Regions from separate parts of the Mus musculus genome. Here all the other regions are linked to region 2. A link is a contact called in public Hi-C and HiChIP or PLAC-seq data. All regions are on one chromosome and are shown on one strand. The core of a region is the stretch at or near the end of the contact, and the rest is flanking DNA. Distances in the headings are between cores, read along the strand shown.

Evidence for each region. Hi-C and Micro-C count contacts between places; a contact is called where the count stands out from the background. HiChIP or PLAC-seq counts read pairs in DNA pulled down with a chosen protein or histone mark.
Region 1: an H3K27ac HiChIP or PLAC-seq map of embryonic stem cells shows a contact between it and region 2, with 8 times the contacts expected there. The contact joins the enhancer-like site here to the promoter of Stmn2 in region 2. A contact is called at or near these places in 2 of 39 promoter capture datasets (both in the 3T3-L1 cell line), 4 of 484 Hi-C or Micro-C datasets (the N1E-115 cell line, cerebellum, embryonic stem cells and 1 more) and 3 of 115 datasets of contacts at active chromatin or transcription factors (all in embryonic stem cells).
Region 3: a contact with region 2 is called in an H3K4me3 HiChIP or PLAC-seq map of forebrain, with 4 times the contacts expected there. The contact joins the promoter of Tpd52 here to the promoter of Stmn2 in region 2. A contact is called at or near these places in 2 of 115 datasets of contacts at active chromatin or transcription factors (embryonic midbrain and forebrain).
Region 4: a contact with region 2 is called in an H3K27ac HiChIP or PLAC-seq map of embryonic stem cells, with 5 times the contacts expected there. The contact joins the enhancer-like site here to the promoter of Stmn2 in region 2. A contact is called at or near these places in 4 of 39 promoter capture datasets (the 3T3-L1 cell line and embryonic stem cells), 5 of 484 Hi-C or Micro-C datasets (all in embryonic stem cells), 11 of 115 datasets of contacts at active chromatin or transcription factors (all in embryonic stem cells) and 1 of 9 other capture datasets (embryonic stem cells).
Region 5: a Hi-C map of olfactory sensory neurons shows a contact between it and region 2, with 2.7 times the contacts expected there. The contact joins the enhancer-like site here to the promoter of Stmn2 in region 2. A contact is called at or near these places in 2 of 39 promoter capture datasets (the 3T3-L1 cell line and embryonic stem cells), 1 of 484 Hi-C or Micro-C datasets (olfactory sensory neurons) and 1 of 9 other capture datasets (adipose tissue).

What each region holds. Positions count from the first base shown.
Region 1 is chr3:8,122,040-8,124,739 of GRCm38.p6, forward strand. No RefSeq gene overlaps it. Among named protein-coding and RNA genes, the nearest start is that of 1700010I02Rik, 170 kb to the left of the region's middle. Within about 2 kb of position 1,297, at least 22 of the 459 cell types and tissues checked have an H3K27ac peak or open chromatin away from gene starts, as enhancers often do. A contact at or near this core is called in embryonic stem cells, where this site is marked.
Region 2 is chr3:8,508,143-8,510,842 of GRCm38.p6, forward strand. It overlaps Stmn2 (stathmin-like 2), which reads left to right and starts at 1,385. Exons shown (of 5, transcript NM_025285.2): 1 at 1,385-1,488. The coding sequence starts at 1,470.
Region 3 is chr3:8,962,871-8,965,570 of GRCm38.p6, forward strand. It overlaps Tpd52 (tumor protein D52), which reads right to left and starts at 1,276. Exons shown (of 6, transcript NM_001025262.2): 1 at 977-1,276. The coding sequence starts at 1,112.
Region 4 is chr3:8,005,442-8,008,141 of GRCm38.p6, forward strand. No RefSeq gene overlaps it. Among named protein-coding and RNA genes, the nearest start is that of 1700010I02Rik, 52 kb to the left of the region's middle. Within about 2 kb of position 1,395, at least 22 of the 459 cell types and tissues checked have an H3K27ac peak or open chromatin away from gene starts, as enhancers often do. A contact at or near this core is called in embryonic stem cells, where this site is marked.
Region 5 is chr3:8,161,198-8,163,962 of GRCm38.p6, forward strand. No RefSeq gene overlaps it. Among named protein-coding and RNA genes, the nearest start is that of 1700010I02Rik, 210 kb to the left of the region's middle. Within about 2 kb of position 1,319, at least 20 of the 459 cell types and tissues checked have an H3K27ac peak or open chromatin away from gene starts, as enhancers often do. A contact at or near this core is called in olfactory sensory neurons, where this site is marked.

The DNA.
Region 1 (2,700 bases), core at 47-2,546, 390 kb before region 2:
TAAATCACACCTAACAGTCATATTGTTTCTGTTTCTAGCTTACTGTGGTACAGACAACAACTGAGCACAGAAAACACCTCAGCACAGTGGCTATAGTAGAATGGACCAACAGATACAAACTGTTATTGCTATTATCACTTGTATAGTTATCATCTAAGACTAAAGTTATTGTGACTAGAGCCAATATTTGTATCATCTCAGTTCTAAATAGTCTTCCACAGAGATATCTACAAGGAAGGACCTAGCTATGCTCAGAAAGAAGAGAGAATGCACATTACAGTTATTCAAATTCTTGATAAGCAGTTCAAAAAAGTCACATGTATCTGCATTAGAGGAAAAAAATACTTTGCGGGCAGGGGCTTTGTGATAGATGAACTTGAAGCAGCTTTAGTAACTTTGCTATTTAATGAAACCTTAGCTACATATCAATTGGTTTCAAAATAAACCCCTAGAACTATGGAGTGTAGACATACTTAAATATTCTTTTTGCTTCTTGGGCATTAACTCATTGACCATCTTCTGGAAAGTATTAGAATGTAAGTGTCGACATTTTGTCTCTTATGCAATTCATTTAACTGTCTGTTCAGCCACCTACACATTTTGTCATTTAGATGAAAATTAAATGTGAATTGATGAGTAAAACTTTATGTATACATTTTTTCACTAAGTAGGAGACACAAAATCTTAAAGATCAATTCTACCACACATTAAAATATTCAGACATCTTTTTTTAATTCAAGGAAAATGTCATTTCCTATAGAAAATTCATGCAGCCAATGTTCATTTAAAAACTAAAATTTAAATCGTGGAAGGGATAAGCCACTCCTGTTAGAGAAACAGATACACTGTAGATCTCAACCTCTCCTCTGCTTTTCCAGATGTAATGCCCCAGTCTTATCCCCAGATCTACAGCAGAAAACCTGAGCAGCCTCTTCCTATCTCTAGCACATCCCAATGGTCGAACCCTCCTAGCCTCTCTCCCCCAACTCATTTCATTATCCCAGGAACCTTCATCCCCCAATCCAGCAGGTCCCAAGAACCCATAGGCCACTCTGCCCAGGGACGGAGGAAGTCTAAGTACAAATCTTTACTTCCTCCTCTGCTCCTCCAAATCCAATCCCTAAGTCTTATCCCCAGCTGTGAAGCAGAGCGTCCTCCCTTCTCCACTAGCACCAGTCTTCAGTGACTTACACAGACCTTCCCCTCCAAGCTTCCTTTCCCCACCTAGTGCTTTCTCCCAGGCCCAACTCTGGCAGTTACTACTAAGAAACCCACAGAATGCTCTCCCCAGGGAAGCAAGCCAGTAGGCTAGCAGCCTATTTTCAGTTCTCCCTCTATTCCTCCAAGTCCAGTCTCTGAGTCTGGTTCCTGCTCTGTAGCACATCTTTGCTGTGGACTGGCCTCAGTCGGTCCCCTCAATCCGCAGGAGAAATCAGGGTCCCAGTACAAGTAGGCAGGGAGTCAGCAAAAAGGTGGCAAACAGACACAGACACAAGGGAGTGTTGTACCTGAATGTAATGTTTCATAGTGAGCGCCAGTCTTATAATACAGAAGAAAAACAACTAAGCTAGGAGAATACATCCACCAAGGTACATCGAGATGCATAATGGTTCTTTACACAAAACAAAGAAAATGCATACAATAAAAATCTGGGGGAGCCAGGCAGTGTTTACAACTGAGATAGGAACAGCCCTTATCTAAAATCAGCTAAACACAGGAGCCAGGTGAATGGTCTGATGCAATGCTAGTCTATTGTTAAATCCACCACCAGGGGTCCCTTAGTAAATACCTAATTGTGCTATTCCTCTGGGCCTAGTGAAAAAAACATGCAACAGGGGAATTCCGTTCTACTAACCCTTTCATGAATAATACAATCCTTTAGTTGTTCCTAAAACCACAACCCACCTTCTTCCTAGGCCATTGTAAATTCCTGTGTATGGGAGTGACTTGGCTATTGTTCTAAGTATTTAATATGTAGACTAGCCCTGAGATTTCTAGCTCTACTCAAGTAAATTGTAATGCCTGATTACTTTCACTGTCTCTATTAGAGGTAAATTTGAATGTTACTGAATAGGTAACATTCTTACTGAATTCCAAGCTTAGGGTCAGCTCAAGGACTGCCTAAGACATTGGAACACTGGTAGAAGCTAATCTAACTTAGCTATATGTCAAAATCAATTTTTAAAGGCACTTACAATAAAATAATACTGAAAGAGAGCAGACAGATCCATACACCTGACTAACACGGGGACAGGTTTGGAGCATATGTGCTATGGGAATGCCAAGGTTCCAGGAGGCTAAGTTTCTGTGAAACTCTTTGCCTCGGGACTGCATCTAGGCTTTTAGGCGTGTCACGCATACTTCACTGAAGTGGGTGTTGCGTGTCTTCAAGTGTGAATTTTGCTCATTTTCTGCCCCCCCCTTCCCATGGAAATAACTAAGTAAATCATGGTATAACACCCCGATTCCCTCCTTCTGTAACTCCATCCATGCCTATTTTGTTCCCCCTCTAAGGATTCTGAGCTTCTGGGCTAATAGCCACTTATCATTGAGTATATACCATATGTGTTCTTTTGTGATTGGGTTACCCTAACCCTCCTTCTTGTGAACCCCTTCAGTACCCCTAGCCAATTTCTATCCCTATGTGTCATGTCCCAATACCCAGAAACATATTTTACCTAGACCTTCCAGTATCTATAC
Region 2 (2,700 bases), core at 135-2,634:
TGCTCCCATCCCAGTAGCTTCCTGCCAGTCAGCAAGTCATCCAGAGTGTGAAGACGCTTTACAAAGTAACCGGAAGTGCAGAGCCATTTCAGCACCACGGACAGCGCTTCTGCTTTTCTGTTCAGGATACTTAAAAAAAAAATTTTTTTTTAAGTGTAACCTAGTAACTACCAAACAATTTACCAATGGGCAAAATCTTAATTTTTGATACCTTTAAAGTTAAAGAGTGTTTCATTCATGTTCACACTGCAACGATGTTCTTTTTTTTATTTTTTTTCATCTCTGAGATGGAAGTATCTCTTTCTTGCTATTTTTAAATCTCAACCACAATTCCTACATGAGTTTAGGCTGATACAATGTCAGTACAGTAGAGTTCAATCCTGCACATCAAAAGTTCCATGAACACAGGTCCAAAAAGTATCCCTGATGCTGTGTCTCCAGTGCTCTGCACATGCTCAGAAAATATAGGAATTGAGAAAGAATGGACATTTGCTAAATGTTTTTTGAAGTGAACGAATGAATGAGTGAATGAGTGAATACCTTGTTTATAATGTTTCAAAGTTCATTGCACTTCATAGTGCTTAATCTGACTGTGAATGCAGGAAAAATCACTCCTTGTCCAAGTTCGTGTGCTTTCTTGCATCATGTCCTTAGATGGAACTTACATCTCTGCCCAGGTAGCCAACAGTCCTCTCCTCTATGCTAAAGGGAGGAAAAGACAGCCACCCTCCCTCTGTTATAAGACCCTCCTGAGATCATGCACTCTGGAGCCCAGCTATGCTAGAAAGAAAGACCAGTAGCCCAGGCCATTTCTGAGCTGCCACCACAGCCAGACATGGGTTGGTTTGGGAATTCCATCATATATTAGGGAGGCCAGGATTCACCAAGGGCAGGGCCAAAGGTAAAAGAGAAAATAAGAAACACTGGTAACACAAGCTTTAAACAGATTTTTCCAAAACTCAGCACACTGGGGTGGGTTCTCAGGCCCCTGAGTCTATTCCTTCTCTGTGCCAATCTATGCAATGACACATGTTTGAGCAAAGTATAGCCTCCTGGGTACAGGTAAGCACAGCCCAGTCCTTAGCTCCAAGGAGGCTTCCAGGCTAAGGCACCACTCCACTTGGACTGTACTATTGGGCTCCAAAATGGGGGGGAGCTTCCAGACAAGGACTGATTTCCATTTCAAACTGCATTCTGGTACTTTGTACTCCAGCACCATTGGCCGATCAATATTTAATGCTTGGAGATTCTCACTCTGCGGGAGTCATGTCAGGGGACCCTGAGAGCCAATCTGCTTGAGCTTCTGCGTGATAATTATTCATGGGCTCCTGCCTCTTGCTCTTTCTCTAGCACGGTCCCACTCTGCAGACTCAGTGCCTTACTCAGACTCCTCTCTCGCTCTCTCCGCGGCTACAGCTGGACCCTTCTCCTTTGCCTTCGCCACCACTCCGTGCGTGCACATCCCTACAATGGCTAAAACAGCAATGGGTAAGAATCGCGTTTTGCTCCCCACGGGCTCTATCTGGAGCCAATCTCTCCCTTTCTCTCTCGGATCTCTAAAGACATTAAAAGATATTTTATAAAGGGAAAGACATTCATGACAGGAACCGGGAAAGGTTGGAGGGAGCTCTAAGAGACCAAAGGGGGAAGGGTGTCTTTGAAAAACTAAAGTAAATGGTTTCTTTTTAAAAGATAGAAGCAGGTAAGTTTTCCTCCAATGGGTAGGAATTTTATTCTGCTTCCATATTTAAAACTAAAGTGTCCATCAGAGGGGAGGGGGCTACCTTAACGATTTGCCTTTAGTGAGGTGAAGGGACATTTCGGAAAGTGGTTTTGAACGTCCTATATTTATTCTGTAGTTTAAAAAGATAATAGGGACAGGAAGGGAGTGATGTTGGAATAAAAGAGAAAATGCAAAGTCAAAGCGGTCCCATCCTGGAGGTTTGAGAGAGGAGTGGGAACGGGGGAGGGGAGTGGGCACATTTAATGGTATTGTCTATCTTGGAAAAACCACTAGTCTTGGGGCGCGGTGCGGGGAGGTAAGGCGGCCGGAGGGGTGGGGTAGGACCTTAGCTCCTTTGTTTTAGGAAGAGGGAGGGGAAACAGGAGGAGGGCGTGGAGGGCGCGGGTGGGCAGCTGCAGGGGCGGGAGAGCGTGCGCGGCAGGGAGGGGTAAAGGGACCTGGCTTCCCAAGGCGCCGGGGTGGGGTTTCTTTGTGTGTGAAGCAATGGTGGGAGTGTGGGGGGGGGCACCTGCAGCGCTGGGCATACTATGCGGACAGCCCCACCCTGTGCAGAGTCAAGCTGTCCCCACCCGGACCCAGCTCCACACCCTCAGTAGAATGGGGGCCTAATGGGGAGCTCAGCACAACACTGAAAAACCCAACCCTGCGGGAACGGCAGAGCCCCGCCACGCCCCACTCACTCATTAGCAGCCTGCGTGCCTGACCTGACCGCTAACCTCAGCCGCTCCACCCTGGCCTCATTGTTCTTCGTTAACATATTTTTCAGAACCACATTAAATAGGATATTTAAACATAGTGGCAAAAAAAAAATCAAAAAAGGGAAAGAAGCAGGGGGTGGGGGAGCTATTCTGAACTCCTTGGGTCATTTCGGGGGGAGGGGAGGGGGCAATTAGGGAACCTAGAAGGGTATACAGAAAATAATACAGATAAAGATGTGTAAGGGTGACATAAAGCAA
Region 3 (2,700 bases), core at 26-2,525, 450 kb after region 2:
TCACAGGCAAGGGAAGTGTGAAAATGAGAAGAAAAATGCTTTTCCCATGCCCTGTCTCCCACAGACATTACTAACAGCTTCCAACTTCTAGAGGGCAGTGTTAGCCTGAAACTATCAACATATGTGGGTTTCTGAAAATCCAGACTATACCTCAAAGGTGGCTGCTATAACCAAGCACTGAAGCATGCTGTGTTAGCACACACCTGTGCCCTGCAAACGTCCAAACCCCCAGCAGCTTGGATCAGAGGTGCCACAGTCTGTCCTTCACTGTCTTCTAGGTTTCCCAAGCTCTACTGTTTAAAAAGAACAAAACGTAACCAATTCTCCACAGTAAGGAAATAATTAACTTCTTCTGGGAAAGCCAAGTTGCTTCCTTGACTCTGACAGAGGAGTTCATTAAGCCATCTCCTCTTCTTGGCAAGCAATAGGATCCTTCCTGCAAGCTGGGAAGGAGGCTGTCCCCACTTCTGCTGGACCCTATGTGGGGATCAATTCAGACTGTCACAGCCTGGTTTCCGCCTTGTGAACAAATCCGTGTCCCACATGGGAAGAAACAGCTGCTTCCAAAGGTGTGGTGGTTTTTCATTTTCCCTTTTGGAAACTGTGAGGTGTACATAGCTATTTGTCTACATGGCTTTTGGTCTCCCAAGGGAAAACCCAAGCCTATCTTCACCTTGATACTTGTGGTGTTATTGTAGCACACTCACCAGGCCCTTGAGTGTGGTGAACGGTTTTGAATGCCTAAGCATCCTTTACTAAGACACTGCCTAGGCAGATTTTAAAACTGTACCCACTATTTGACCCCAAGACCCTCCGTGTCATTCACCATCACCGCACATCCACAGACCTCTAAGGAGCATAGAAACAGACGGTGCCAACTTTAAAATTCATTGTCCCACTCTAAACAGTTAACAACCAAAAATAACTTCCCATGTTGAAGAACACAGCAGAGGGAACTCACTACACAAATAGTTACCAACGTTCTGTGTAGGTGAACCAGGCGGCGAGGTGTTCCCGCTTGGAGAGAGGTAGAGGTAGTTCTTGTTCACTCCAGAATCAAAATCAAAGGGGGATTGGTAATCATCAGCCAACTCCATATCTCTGCACTCCATGCTAGCTGAAGGCAGCGAGCAAGGCGAGCATGGCGCTGCGGCAGCCTGGGAGCCCCGGGCTGAGGGAGATCCGGCTGACCTGTGCAGCCCAGGTGAGAAGAGGAACCGGGCTTAAAGCCCCGCCCAGCTCCGGCCCAGAGGAACCGGGCTTAAAGCCCCGCCCAGCTCCGGCCCAGAGGAACCGGGCTTAAAGCCCCGCCCAGCTCCGGCCCCGGCGTGGCTCCGGCTCCCACGAGCAGGTCTGTAGTGACTCCTCCCTTAGGAGGGCCCTAGTCACCACCTGTCGCTAATTCACTGAACAAAGAATAACCGGGGCAGAGGGAGTGGCCTTCCCTCTGTACACAAAGGAGGCCCCCCACTCTGGAGCCCCATTCAGTTGTACAAACACTAGACACTAGCAGGAATATTGTTTAAAATACAACTTTTTTAGACCGGTCATCTGACCACATCGTCGGCGGGGCAGACTTAATCTTCTAGGACAAGAGAGGATTATCTGTCAGTAATCTCCCCGAAAATGCCATCTGGGTGATACTTTTCTTGCACCCTATATTATACAGGATTCTGAGAGCTTGGCATCCCGTGTTTAGCAAGCAGCCTTTTAAGCAGAACCTAATACAAAAATAAAGCTAGACCCATCATCCTTTTTTTTTTTTCTAAAGCAGAATCTGAATAACTGTCAAACAATTTTAAACTGACTCTTTGGAAGAATGAGGTTTTCATAGGAAGTAGCTGGAAGGTGCAGGCAGCTCCCACCGCTTCCGGGGTGGGGGGTGGGGGGGCTGAAACTCCCACAGCTGGGGGCAGGGGGTGTTTCAGCTCCTTTGTTTAAGCAAAGTCAGGCATGCCCTCAGGGCTCTACAAAGAACTTGTTTCTTTGGCACACCCTCCAGGCAGAAAGGGAGCTGGCTGGTAAAACTTTACAATCACCAAGTCCACTTCCTCCATCCCAGGCCTCCAGAGACCCTGCTCATGCTCTCTCCATGGCTATTGCTGTGACCCAACAGCGCTTGCAGGCCCTTGGTGGAACTAAGTTAAAAGGAGGAAATAGGTCAAGCCAGGCATGGTGGCTCATGCCATAATCACATTACTCAGAAACCTGAGACAGGGGGATTGCCATGAAGCTAGCTGGGACTTCAATGAGAGACCCCATCTCAAAAACACAAAAACAATACATAATCTCTGGAATCTATTTATAGTCTCTGAAATGTAAGGCCTGAGCTTTCTATTGTGTTGTTTGTGTGGGCTCGAGTTCATGTCAGTAGGAGTCAGAACAGGTTGACAGAATCCCCTAGGACCAACACGCAGTTATGACGCACTATATGAAGTCAGGGAACTGAACCTGGGTCCTCTGTAAGAGCAGTAAACAATCTTAACCCAGGGCCATCTCTCCAGCCCCCAAAAGCAAACCATTTTAATGATGAGCAGAAATTCCAGTGTATGACTAGTCTTCAAAATCTCTAAGATGATCCATATTCATCTCAATTTATGACTGATTCTCGTTTCTGTTCTTTTTAGGTAGTCGTGTGTACTCTAGGGAATGCCTTTGTCTAATTTAAACTTTTTGAGAATTTATTTTTAACAAAAATAT
Region 4 (2,700 bases), core at 145-2,644, 500 kb before region 2:
GTGAGCACCCTCATAGAAGCAGGGTAGGGAGGATGGGGTAGGGGACTTTCAGAAGGGAAGCTGAGAAATATGGTAACATTTGAAATGTAAATAAATAGAATATCCAATAAATTTTAAAAAATTTCTAACTCAATCTTAGGCTGGTCTAATATTTAGCCCAATATTAGAGATTCCTATTGTAGATAACTAATATTCTTAATTGTCTAGCAAAGTTAATTCTGAGCACAGCCCCCACTTCCAGAGAATCTCTGGCCTTTTCACTAATTCTAAAACCAGCCTGGAGACTGAGCTTGAGCCTTGCTAATTTGCAACTGAATAAAGTACCTGGACTTCCCCAAAAGAAGCTTTGTGATGTTACTCTCACTGTCTAAGATTTTGTCTTTCAAGCAGGTCAATCAACACCTTCAGCCTGACTGCAGTATTCGTACATCCCCGCCCCCAAGAGCATTCAGGTGGCAGCTGCTATTTTCATTCTAAAGACATTCCTGCATATGTTGTGGCTTTAGGTCTGATTTGAGATTTAGGTTTTCTATTAGAGCTAAAAAGGCAGAAATTTCAGATATTAGCAATAGTCACTTGGACACTTGGAACATTGATGAATTGGCCATAGATTTAAAAATAACCTAAATACATTGAATCCCCTAGATTGGGTTCAATATATAATCCTATTTGCTATAATTATTGGCACTATTTTATTAGTAATCATTGTGTTTCCACTCATCTTTAGAGCACTCCTAAAATCTGTAGCTACGACGAGGCGGGACATCCTAGAACTTCAGCTAAATAATAAAAGTACAGGGGGAATGCCACGCATACTCCGGTGAAGTCTGCTTGACAGGCTAAGAAGCCTAGAAAGCACTCGTGAGGCAAGAGTTTCACAGAAGCTCACCTCCTGGAGCCTTGGCGTTCTCATTAACCCGCACACTCTTACCCTATCCCCGAGTTTGTCTGGTGTATGGATCCATGTGCTCTCCTTTACAGTTATGTTACTATAGTGCCTTTTAAATTTGAATCTTGACATAGTTAAGCCAGTGTTCCAAAGTCCAAGAAAGACTGAGTAACTGATTACTTAGAATTCAACTAGGAAGTTACCTATTCAGTAACTAATTAGCATTATAAAAAAGACCGAGCCAACAGATCAGGGCTAGTCTGCTAGATGTTTACTAGGACAGTCTTATCCAGATATGGTTTACCTTAAGAAAAGTTAAGAAATCCCACTGAGACAGGTTTCTTCTTTAGGTCCTAAAATTCAGGCAGAACTATAGAGTATAAATAAATTTTATGCCTCAGGCCAGCCTTTTCTTTTTTATATTAACAACAGGGAGGAGATGTAACCCCCCTCCCCAGCCTGAAACCTGGCTGATCAAGTTTCACTGTTAGCACAAAGAAAGCATCAGGGTGGGGCCTGCCACCCTGTCACGCCCACTTCTACTGCCCGCTGCCTAGCTGTTCGGAGCTATCACGTGGTCACTTGAAACTTTACTCCAGGATGATTTGGCGGGGAATTGGCCCCCTTCCCCTGTTTCATAACCCAGTGTCGGAAATGGTAAAATCAAACCTTGATCAGACTGATTGTCTTGGTTCTGTCTTTCTCTCGTGCTGCCTAGCCCCCCTTCTTCTCTTCCAGGTTTCCAAGATGCCTTTCCAGACTAGAACCCAGGCATGTGAGCTGCTGGCCAGACGCAACACTGAAGTAAAAGCCATCCAGAGACTGCTCCACCTAGGGATTTATCTCATCTGCAGACACCAAACCCAGACACTATGGCTGATGCCAAGAAACATTTGCTGACAGGAGCGTGGTATAGCTGTCCCCTGAGAGTCTGTGCCAGAGCCAAACTAATGTGGCTCTGAGCAGCAAATCACGAAACTGAGCACAAGGACCTCAATGGAGGAGTTAGGGGAAGGACTGAAGGAGCTGAAGGGGTTTGCATCCCAATAGGAAGAAATACAATATTAACCAACCAGACTCCCTCAAAGCTCCCAGGGAGCTACCAACCAAAGAGTGCACATGGAGGGACACATGGCTCCAGCTGTGTATGTAACAGAGAATTGTTTACCTTAGCTGACATCAGTGAGAGGGGAGTCCCTTGGTCCTCTGAAGGCTCAATAACCCAACATAGGACAATGGTTGGGCCCCGAGACAGGAGTAGGTAGATGGGTGGGGGAGCACCCTCAAAGAAGCAGGAGATATGGGGGAGGGTGTATGGGGTTTGTAGAGGGGTACCTGGGAAATGTAATTATTTACATTTGAAGTGTAAATAATTAAAATAACCAATAAAAAACAAAGCAAAGAAAAAATAAAAGACAAGTGATGTATTCTTACAATACATAAGACATTCTCTCTATAATAGATACTTAGTAAATGTTAATATATGGATGTCTCTGAAATCTAGTAACGTAAGACTGTAATTCCCAGAAAAAAAAGCTATGGCTAGAGCTTTGGTGTTCTGACAAACTTTAGGCTATTTGAGCTGCCACAGAGAAATTCTATAACCTGCATAGCTTATAAACAACAAAAACCTGTTTCCTAGTTCCCAAGGTTGAGAAGGCAAGGTTCAAGATATTCTCAGATTCAGTGTCTGATAAGAACTAGATTGTATATGATGCCTTTACCTGTGTTCTCATATAGTGGAAGTACCTAGCTATTTCTCTGGAACTTAGACTATCAGTCCCAAACACAAAGCCTACTTTAATTATGGT
Region 5 (2,765 bases), core at 69-2,568, 350 kb before region 2:
TCATACAATCAGAAATTTTTATACATACTACAGTATGATCTAAGCTATTAAAATTCACAGTAAAAGAGAATTAAATGTAACATATATTAGTCACATTGTGTATGCTACTTCTGATGGAGAAGATACTAGTTTTTTTTTGTTGTTTTTTTTTTTTTCTTATTTTGCTAAGCATTCTCCATGGAAAGTCAAGCACTGTTAATGGAAAGTCACCAGAACCATTCAGCTCCCAGACCAATTATGAAGACACCAAGAAAGTACACATATGCAATTTTCTTTTCTGTGGTTTTTCTACAAATGTACTCTGGCCAATGCAACTCTTTCTCCTCCAGGCAGGAAAAGTAGTAATAAACTATTGATGTCTAGAAACTTCATAACAGTATGCATAAATACTGTTTAGCTAGTTCTTGGTTATTATCACAAAGTCCTTCCAATGTCTTCCCCAGCCATTTCTTCATGGTAGAGCTAATGGACGAACATAATCCCAATACTGTTTATTCTACTTATAAACTAGTATCGGGAGAAATAGCTCGCCAGTGAGATGGGGTGGGGCATTTCCAATTTCTGATAAGATTAGGAGTTATTTGTAGAAACAGCAGTCACTAAACACACCAGGCTACATTCCTTGTTTAATATCCCCTACAGTCTGAGAGACCTAGGAGATATTCCTGGATATTTTTCCCTAATCCTTTTTATTTCTAGTCTCTGCTTTTATGCCTTTGCCACCTTCCATGATCTATGTTTAATTAAATATCTAAATCCTTGTTCATGTTGACTGAAAAGTCTTGGATACACACAGAATGGAGGAGTACAACTGAGGTGTACACTTGCATGATGACAGAATAAGCAGAAACAAAAATTTGTCTTGTTTTGCTCATTTTACCTACATGTCTACTAAGTATGTCTAGGGTGGGGGCTATGTTTGCATGTGTGTATGTGCACGTGTCTGCACATATGCATGTGTTTGTTTGTGTATGCATGTGCATGTATGTGTGTAGTGCACGTATGTATCTGTGATTATATGATTGCAAGTGTGTGGGTACAGTATGGGTATCTAAACATGTATATGTATAAATGTGTTTAATCCAAAAGTTGATGCTGTTGTGTTAGAAGGCAGCTCATATCCAGACAGATCGGACCAGGCCAGTACCAATGAAAAGAGGTCTTTTGCAGGAAAGTGAGGAAGAGGAATAAGGAGGCAAGGAAGAAGGGGTGAAGGGTTGAGGTCTCTGCCTTTTATTCAAGCTGTAATGTAATCATGCTCACCCCTATGCATAGATGAGGTGTGCAGGTGAAGTGCATGTTGGGAATGTTTGGTGATTGCCATGGCAACAGTCACAAGAGAGTCTTTGTTGCCAAGAGGTGATGTCATCGCTGGATTCAGAGACTGTAAATAGCTTCTGATGCCAACATACTTCCATTTTTAACATAAAGAGAAGGGGGGAAAGGGGGAGATGAGAATAGTGGCATCAGCATTGGGGTCCACTTGGTAATCACTCACTTCAGGCTTCTCTGTGGACAGCAGCTGGCAATCCTGTAAAAGTAAATGATTAATTGTTTGGTTAGAGATGTTTTTGAATTTGTCCTTGAAGGAATGTGGAAACAATATTAATGAGGCAGGGGAAAATAGTAATGCCAGGAAAATGAAGAGAAAAGACATAACAAAGGGGAGTATCCACTTCCATATAGGGTTTTTGAAAATCCAGGAATTGGAGGCCTCACATTCTCTATGATTCTGGATGTCTGACTGTACCTGTTGGATTTTATTTCTTCTTTTCCCAGATTAGTTAATGTAGAAACAGCATTCTTCTTGGAAAAACAGGCAACAAAGACCACCTTCTTTAGCAGTCAGGGCATCTGGTCTCCATGAGTTCTAAAGTACCAATGCTGCCAAAGAATCAATTTGTTTTTAGATGGTGAGCATGTGTGGGAACTAAAAAGGGGTCCGGGGGAAGAGGGGGAAGGAAGGACCCACGCCCCACCAGAGTACTACCTATGCTCTGGACAGGCAGGCATGGGAGGGCTGACACACGCTTTCCACTCAGCCCCAGGTGGGCACCCAAGTCTCTGACCCACTCTTCCAGGGGTGGACAAGGGGATCCCAGCCTGGGAGCCCTGGGGCTACTCCCTAAAGCCCCGGAGTTATGGGAGAGTGGGAAGAGGGAAGAGAGGTTCCCACACCAGTGAGAGTGAGCACAGCAGATCTTGATGAACAGAGACTGTCTATGGTTTTAGAGCTTTATTGTAGAAAGGCAGGGAGTATGATTTTAGAGCTTTATTGTAGAAAGGCAGGGAGAAAGAGAGAAAGGAGAGAGGAGGGAAAAGGCTAGAAAGGCAGAGAGTAAGAGGGAGAGAGGAGAGGAGAGGAGAGGAGAGGAGAGGAGAGGAGAGGAGAGGAGAGGAGAGGAGAGGAGAGGAGAGGAGAGGAGAGGAGAGGAGAGGAGAGAAAGAGGAGACAGAAGTGAGAGAAGTGAGAGGTAAGAGAGCAAAGGAAAGAGAGAAGAGTGAGAGAGGAGAGAAGACAAAGAGAGAGGAGTGAGAGGGTGAAAAGGGTAAAAGAGAGGTGAGGAGGGGCCTAACAGCCCTCTTTTATTGTCTTTACTGTTGCTAGGTAAGTGGGGAGGAGTTTAGCCTGAAGGTCAAAAACTTGGGACTTTGCCTACATGACTTCTAGCCATGCTTCTCTTGTGGGGGCTGTGGGGGCGGTAACTTAGGCAGGAGCCAGAGTTCCAGGAGCATGAGGGAATGCATACCATGTAATTGAGGTG